Linked DNA regions of Canis lupus: region 2 is linked to region 1. Evidence: chromatin contacts called from public Hi-C data. All regions are on one chromosome and are shown on one strand. The core of a region is the stretch at or near the end of the contact, and the rest is flanking DNA. Distances in the headings are between cores, read along the strand shown.

Region 1 (4,152 bases), core at 966-3,465:
CCTGACTATATTTATTATTCAAACACTGCCTGACATTTTCCCTAAAGCGTTGCTTATCTTTCTCAGAAATTTGTAAGCATTAGGAACCGCTATCAAGCTATAATTTGTCACAAAACATTATGCCCAACTTGATTGTCTCACGATGTAGCAGTGTCTCCGTTAATGTTAAATAAAGGGGGAAAGGAAGTGGCCAAGGGAGAAGGTAAGGAGAAATAATCTAACAGTCTATCCATATCCAAATGAATCCAGTGTAGAACTACGAGGAATTGTTTCCACTAACTTCCTCAATCAAAACACCAACAATGATTTTTGATCCTTGTAATTACAATGCCTTAACTTGAATTTCTTAAGGGCTCAACGTTGCCTTTTTTGATCAGATTTTCATTTTGTAAATGTTTCCTTCTGTCCGTATTGGGACTCTTCCGAGGCGACAAGGGAAGGATTCTACTTGGGGTCCCACAATGCTGCCGGGTCCTACAGTGGGCCTGTTTCCCAATTCTGAGAAGTACCGACTTAAGCTTTTGCCCCCTGGAGACTGAGGCCACTGTGCAATCATAACTTTTTAAGTTATAAACATGATTCGCACAAAGCCAGCCTGTGGCAGAGATTTACTGGACTCATGATGAAGGAGCGAGCTGAATGGGGTCAAAATCTTAAAAATCAAAAATAAATAAAATCAAAATTTTGGCAATAGGGCAATGAAACCACAATCTTCGAGGGTATTTTTTTTTTTCTCTCCCAGTCAGGAATAATTTGCATTTCCAGTTAAAAAATAACTAAGTGCTGGGCCTGAGCCCTGACCAACACAAAGTCGAGCCAGGGCACAGCGCCCTAGATGACGGATTCATCCGCAGGTGGGCCTCTCAGGCAGGCAGGGCTCCCTTCTCAACTATCCTGCTGCTTTTCCTCGATGTTTGTAAGCTTTGCCATCGCAGATGTTCGCGCCTCTAAATGAGTCGACTACGCCCCAATCCGTGATTTCAGGCGCTACGCGTGGAGAGGTTATTCGGAAGACGCACGGCTGCCGGCTGTGAATGCCAGCCAGCCAGCCGGCCGGCCCTCCCTGATTCTCACGGAGTCCGAAACCCCTCCAAGTTGAGCGGGCCTGGGCGTCGGGGTCACCGCGGGTCACCGAGCAGCCTTTGTTCCCGGGTCCCCGCGGGCGCCGGGCCCGGTCAGCGCGACCCCGCCGCCCCGGCAGCCCGCTCCGGGGCCCCGCCTCCGGGTCTTTGTTCGGGGCTCGGGGCTGGCTGCCGGCCGGCGGCGGGAGGACCGTGCGGCGCGGGCGACGGGGGCCGACGGGGGCCGACGGGGGCCGCGCGAGTACTCACCCCGCTCCGCTCGGCCCCTGACCCCAACGCCGGCCTAGCGCAGGCGGGGCCGCGGGCTGGGGGAGGGGAGCCGGGGCGGTGCCCAGCGCTCTGCCAGCGGCCGTCCGGCCAGCGGGCCCGGGCGCGGGGTGACGGGCGGGCTCCCGGGGGCCACGGACGCCTCAGCACCGGACGGGAGCGAACGCGCCGACGGCCCCCAGCGGGCAGGCCCGGCCCTCCCTCCGCCACAGCCGCCGCGGCGACCGACGCGGAGCATGCGCACCTGCGCCTCCCGCGCCCCCTGGGGCCTGGCTCGCGCGGGGGAGGGGCTGACGTCGCGGGCCGCGCGCGCAGGACTCGGGCCAGGGGGCGTGGCCTCGCGGCAGCCCCGGCCCCCGCGAGCCGAGGCCCCGCCCCCCAGCCCAGCGCCGCCGGAAGCGAGCCGTGGCCGCGCGCCCCGCGAGCACGAGGGCTGCCGCCCGTGCAGGTGCCGCGGGCGAGCGGCTGCGGCGTCGCCACCTGTCCTCCCAACAAATAGCCACATACCTGGAAAACCAGTGAGTGACTGCTGGAGACGGGGCGGAGCGAGAACCTTCTCCGAGGTTGGAGTCCGAGCCGGCCGGCGTCCGTGCACGCGCTGAAACTCCTGTAAGCGCCTCAGCCACCAGTCACAAACACGGCTCCCTCCTTTGACCTAAGGACCCAGGTAGACGGTAGCAGTTCGAGAGTTCCAGTAGTACCCTCTGGGGCACGTACCTCAGGAAAAAAAAAAAAAAAATTGGGATGGGGGGGCGACTGTGGGGTAAAGACCACAGAAAAACGTAGAAGTAACAGGGGTAATCGAGCTGAAAGACTGAAAATGCAACAGCCGACATCTGAGGGGAAACTAGCTCTGCTCCTTGTAACACAACAGAATTAAATTTGTGTGAAAAAAAAAAGCGTGGTGAGTTGAAGACGTGAAAGGAAAACCTGCTTTCAAGCGCATGGGGCTCGGTTATGATCTTGTACCACAGTTACGTAAGAGGTCACCCCTGGGGAAAGCGAGGTGACGGATACGTGAGGTTCGGCACTATTTTTGCAGTCTCTTGTGAGTCTGTAATCATTTCACGATAAAAAGTGCTTAAAAAGGGACAGAGCACTGATCAATGGTGACCAGAGAAAGGGGTTGACTAAAAAAGAGCTTAAGGAAATTTGAGGGAGGGGGGAATGATGGAACTGTTCGATAATTTAATTGTGTTAATGATTACACCGTTTTGGGTTTTTTTTTTTTAAGATTTTATTTATTCATGAGAGACACAGGCAGAAGGAGAAGCAGGCTCCACGCAGGAAGCGCGACGTGGGACACGATCCTGGGACCTCGGGGTCACGCCCTGGGCTGAAGGTGGCGCTAAACCACTGAGCCACCCGGGTGTACCCTGATGACACCGTTTTTTGCTGGACAAAATTCATATCAGGGATACATTTTACTGCATGTAAAATAAAACTCAAAAGATAGGGCTAGTAAGTGAACTTCCTAACATGTTTGAGTAACTGTGAATATAAATGAATTCGATAGTTGCCAATTAAAAACAATTCACCAGCTTTTTTTTTTTTTTTTTTTTTTTGTACAAGGAAGTGAGTTCTGAGTGAGAACTTTAGTGAATGGGTATTTCCTTCGACTTTAAACGGTTCCTCAAAAGCCATAAAACTCACATACAGAAATAAGAATGGGGCAGCCCCGGTGGCGCAGCGGTTTAGCGCCGCCTGCAGTCCCAGGGCGTGATCCTGAAGACGCGGGATCGAGTCCCACGTCAGGCTCTCTGCATGGAGCCTGCTTCTCCCTCTGCCTGTCTCTGCCTCTCTCTCTCTCTCTCTCTCTCTGCATCTCTATGAATAAATAAAATCTTAAAAAAAAAAGAAATAAATGCATTGCTTGGCATCGTATCCAATAATCTAGAAACACTTTCATGCATCAATGATACCATGTTAACAAAAAAAAAGTTTTTTGCACCTGAGATGTTTTTAAGTGTCATAATCCACCTGCCAAAACCAAAGAAACAGAGCAAGGTAAATCAGGTAACTTCTATATACTTCTTTTCATCATATCACTCTTAACAAGAAACAGCCCTGGCCTGTTTAGGTGTTTACCCTACAACACTTCAGAGTGCTTTAGGGCAGGGTCTGTCGTCAGTGCATAGCCAGCCTCTGGCAGAGTTCCTCACTAGTAATAAGTATTTGTGGAGTAAAACAATACATTGATCACAAAAAGAGAAGGAAGCTAAAATTTGAGAACCCACCATAAGCCAGAAGCTTAGTTGAGTTTAGCTAACCATATAATAACCACACAAGATAACCATTTTATAGATATGAAAACTGAGACTAACGATCAATTCCCTTTCATTCCTTGTTTCATTGGATTTCTCAGTTTTATTTGATCATGTTAATCACATCTACAAAGTCTTGCTTCCCTTAGCTCCCATAAATCCACAGTCCCCTGATTCTCCTTTGAGCTCCCTTGACCACTCCTTTACTTAACCTCATAGGCTTTGGTTTGTCCATCAGATGTATATTAATTCACAATAACCTTTAAGGAGTATGGTCCAAGAATGGGACACAAGTCTAAAGCTGCATGGTAGGGGCACCTGGGTGGCTCAGTTGCTTAGGCGTTCAACTCTTGGTTTTGGTTCAGGGTCCTGGGATCAATCCCTGGTCAGGTTGGGCTCCCCACTCAGTGGGGAGTCTGCCTGAAGATTCTCTCCCTCTCCCTTTGCCCCCCTCTTCTGCTCATATGCTTTCTCTCTCTCTCTAAACTAAACTAAAAATCTTTAAAATTACATGGTAAATGTCTTATTTTCTCTAGTCA
Region 2 (4,152 bases), core at 880-3,379, 180 kb after region 1:
AATTTTCTGGGTTAAAGCCAATGGAGATTGATAACTGAACAACAAATGACATATGGTAACTCTGAAGGTAGAGTCTATAAACAGTGGTAGCCTTATCCCTATCTGAACATTTTGAGCAGAAGTTCATCAAAAGACTTACTCACTCAGCATCACTACTTCTTTCTGAGTCCATGAATGCCATGTCTCCACCACCAAATCACTGTGGTTCAGTTCACTGTAAACTGAAAGAGGGATTTTGAAATAGAAATGACAAATGACTTCTCATGGAAACTAATCAGCTTAAGCCTATGTGATTTTTTTTTTTTTCATTTTCTTCATCCTCACTTCCATGGGATGGATTTTTGTCCTTTTAATAAGGACACTTTTATTTTGCTTGAGTCTTTCTACCATAATGTCAGTCCTCTATTGTTTTTGCCATCTTCTTTTGCTATATATTGTTTTCTTCATTTAATCTTACATCTTTTATTCTTTCCTATCTTTTTACTTTTTCCAACTAAAAAAATTCTCTAACACTAGAATAGCAGTCCCTTTTTCATTTTCCCCCAGGTTTTGATTTATGTTTGGTTACCAACCCCTTTTCTCAGTCTCTTTCTTACTAACTGCCCTTCCTTAACCTTCTGTTGTTGTTTCATTCCTGTCATTTGCTGTGGCTGGCCATATAAACCCATTTCTTTCCATTCCATTTATCCCTATAGCTCCATGTGCATTTTTAGGGTGCTACTACTAAAAGCGTAAACCTCTATGTGAGAAATAGAAAGGTAGCTCTCCCAATCTACATCCTGTTTTCCCTCCCTCCCATAGCCGTTCCATGTCTATTCATCTGTTCCTGATGTCTCCTCAGTCTGACCCCCACCTGCAACCCCTCTTCCTCTGTCATTCCCTATTTGATGCCCATGTCTTCTTTCTAACCCCATTTGCACTCTGTCTGATTTTGCATCCAAGGATCTCCACAAGATAAAGGATGGAGTTCTATCGGGAGCCAGATTGTGTCTCTCGAAAACTTTCTGCACATCTATTGAAATGGGATTAGGGGCTTTGATCCTGAAATATTCCTAGGCAAGCCTGTCTGCTGTGGCACAACTTTGCCCACCTTGGAGGAGGGCTGGGGCCTACTCCGATGGACGAGGGCAGGGGTGTCTTTAAAGGCCTTTAGTGGCCCTTTCTACTTCGAAGGTTGGCAAAAGTGGGCATCGCCCGAGCAAGGCTGGAAAAGCAGAGCAGGTGGGGATGCCTGGAGCCCTGTCCTGCGGCGCCCGGCCCGGCCCGGCCCGGCCGGGGAGCTGCTGCGCGGGCGCCGGGGGTCGGGGCTGCGGGGCCCGCCGTCCGGGGAGGAGGCGCACCCCGGGGGAGGCGAGGCAGGCCCGAGGCCGGGTGTTCCCCGGGGAGGCAGGGCGCGGCCCCCGGGGCGAGGCGACGCCACCCCCGCGGCGCCGGGGCCCAGGCCCTCCCCGGGAGGAAAGGCGAGGCGCCCGGGAGGCTCCCGCACGAGGTCGAGGGACCCGCGCGACCGTCCCTCGCCAGCCGGGCCCCTGGGAGCAGGGCGGGGGCGGGGGGGGGCGACACCCCAGGGAGCAGGGCTGCGGGCGGCAGAGGTCACCCCAGGGTAGGGGCGCGGGTCGCAGGCAGCAGGGGCGCGGGGCCGGGGGCGGGCGGGGGCTCCCCCGAAGGCTGGGGCCGCAGGTCTGCCCGCCCAGCCGCCGGGCGCCCCGAAGTCTGGGGCCGCCGCGGCTCCAGCTCCGCCGGCTCCTCCCGGCGACTCCAGGCCGCACTTTCCCCTCCTCCCGGCGCCTTCTCTCCAGTGAGGAGCCGAGCGCGGGCGGCGCGGGGGGAGGCGCGGCGGCGGAGGGAACAGCCAGTTGTTTAAAATCCTTCTAGAGCAGTTTCTAATTCCCCCCTTGCGCCGGGGTTCGGAGGGGGAGGGGGGAAAGGGAGCGGGAGGAGGGAGGAGAAGGGAGCGGGAAGGAGGGAGGGCGCCCGGGAGGGAGGGAGGGAGGAGCCTGCCGCTCAGGCTGGAGCCGCCGCCGCGCGCCCGGCGGGCCGGAGGGAGGGGAGGGCTGTCAGTCTCGCGCGTTGCCCGGGCGAAGGGGGCGGAGCTCCGGCGTGGGGCGGCCAATGGTGGGGGTGGCTGCGTGGGTCGCCATGGGGACGGGGCTGTTCCCGGGGAGGCTGTGATGGGTTGACAGGTGCGTGACAGTGGGAGCTGCTCTCGGCACAAGCATGTACGGCAAAGGCAAGAGTAACAGCAGCGCCGTCCCGTCCGACAGCCAGGCCCGGGAGAAGTAAGTGTCTCCGCTTCTCACCCACCTCCGCCCGCACACGCGCGCACACACACGCACGCACTCGCACACTCTCGGAGACACGCAGACCCAGACGCTCTCGGCCCGGGGAGAGCCGGGGGTGCGCCGGCAGGGGGAGGGGTGCGCGAGGCTGGGGGCGCGCGGGGCGGGGAGCGGCTGCCTCCCGGGAGGTGCCCGCGGGGGGCTGCGGGCGGGCGGGCGGGGGCGGCGCTGCTGCGGCGGAGGGAAACTTGTTTGGGTGACGGGGGAATAACCCGCGGGCTCGCCTCCGCGCAAAGTAACTTTAGAGCCGGGGTCCGGGGCTGCGGGGACCCGGCGCGCTGCCCAGGGCGGCGGGGAGGGCGGGAGGGCGCAGCTGCGCGGAGCGGGGCTCGCGGCGGGGGCGGGGGCGTCCGGAGGGCGGGCGCGGCGGGCGGCGGGAGCGGCGCGGCGCCGGGCTTCGCGGTCGGGATCGCGGGCGAGGCGAGGCGAGGCGAGGCGAGGCGAGGCGAGGCGAGGCGAGGCGAGGCGAGGGCGGCGGTGCCGGGCGCGCGGCGGGCGGAAGCGGGGCGCGGAGCGGCCGAGCGGGGCCCCGCGGGGCGCGGAGACGCGCGTGCGGGCGTCGGGCTGTCGGCGCGCGGAGGGGCTGCGGGCGGCCGCGGTGCCCGGTGCCCCGCGGGGCGGGCTGGTGGGCGCCGGCGGCGCCGCTGAAGTTTGGGGGCCCGGGACGGGTCGGGTTCCCGGGGAGGCCGAGCGTGCGGGCAGGCGGCGGGAGGCGCCGGGGCGGGCCGCAGCTCCTGCCCCCGGCCGGCACGCCCCACTCTCCGCCGCGGCCCGAGAACTTTTTTTGGAGACTTGGTGCCTCGCAGACGCCGGGGGCCGCGGGGACGGCGGGGGGCCCCCGCGGGGCGGCGGCGTGGGGGTCCGGGCGCTGCGGCGGCGGGCGGGGGCAGGGCTGGCTGGGGCCGCGGGGGGGGGGGCGCCGGGGGCGGGGGGCAGACACAGGTGTGGGCTCGGCTGGGGCCCCGGGAGGCGGGCGGGGACGGAGCCCTCCCGGCCGGGATGCTGCCGCGGTCGCGGCGCGCTGCGAAGCGCGGCCGCTTGCTGCTGTGCTCACGTACTTGTAACGGGGATTGGGTTGTTACTAAAAACGAGAGCGAACCGCGGCGGTGCCCCCCGAGGAAGAGCCCGGCTCTGCGCGCCGCGGGTCGGGGTTCCCGCCGCCCCCGTCCCCGCCCTCGCCCTCGCCCTCGCCCCCGCCCCCGCCCCCGCCCGAGGCTGAGGCCCCGCGCCCGCGCCCCGCCCCGCCTCCGCGAGGGGTTCGCGCTGCGGGAAAGTGAGAGCATCTCTCGGGAGCTACTTTGCTTACCTTGCGCATGGAAATAGCTGCGTAAATAAAAACCTCACACTCCGACAGGCGCGTTTCCCTCCTGCTTCTAGGCACTTGGTAGTCTGAAAAGTTTCTTGTGCCCTAGGGATGGGAACATTTCCTAGTCTTCGTGTTGGCAGCAACACACAATTCCCATAAGATTTAGGGGTGGCAGGCCTTGCTGTAGCAAAACAAACAAACAAACAAAAAATGTAACGGAGAGATGCTAGTTTGGTTTGGTTTGGTTTTTTCCAGAGGTATTTTCCGAGGAGCTACGCTTAGGGAACTAGTTGATGGGCTGTGAAATATACAAAAGACAAGCAAGACAGCCTGATGAAGAAATAGCAGTTACTAGAACTGAAGTTTTGAAATAACAGCTCAGTTTATGTGCATTAATCATTTGGCTGCATAACCCACCTGATAAGATGAAAAACAAGATGTTTTGATGATTACAGAGTATTGGGATTTCCTATCGCTAAGAGTGAAGGGATTGAAATGTATTCAGGC

What was found. Hi-C and Micro-C count contacts between places; a contact is called where the count stands out from the background.
Region 2: a contact with region 1 is called in a Hi-C map of blood, with 3 times the contacts expected there. The contact joins the promoter of SSBP2 here to the promoter of ATG10 in region 1. A contact is called at or near these places in 2 of 9 Hi-C or Micro-C datasets (amygdala and blood).

Annotation. Positions count from the first base shown.
Region 1 is chr3:25,549,729-25,553,880 of UU_Cfam_GSD_1.0, forward strand. It overlaps ATG10 (ubiquitin-like-conjugating enzyme ATG10), which reads right to left and starts at 2,216. Exons shown (of 8, transcript XM_038532420.1): 1 at 1,857-2,216. LOC119871164 (a long non-coding RNA gene) reads left to right here and starts at 1,755. Exons shown (of 3, transcript XR_005356795.1): 1 at 1,755-1,958.
Region 2 is chr3:25,729,720-25,733,871 of UU_Cfam_GSD_1.0, forward strand. SSBP2 (single-stranded DNA-binding protein 2) reads left to right here and starts at 2,130. Exons shown (of 17, transcript XM_038532429.1): 1 at 2,130-2,279. The coding sequence starts at 2,218. It overlaps LOC111095157 (a long non-coding RNA gene), which reads right to left and starts at 162. Exons shown (of 7, transcript XR_005356797.1): 1 at 144-162.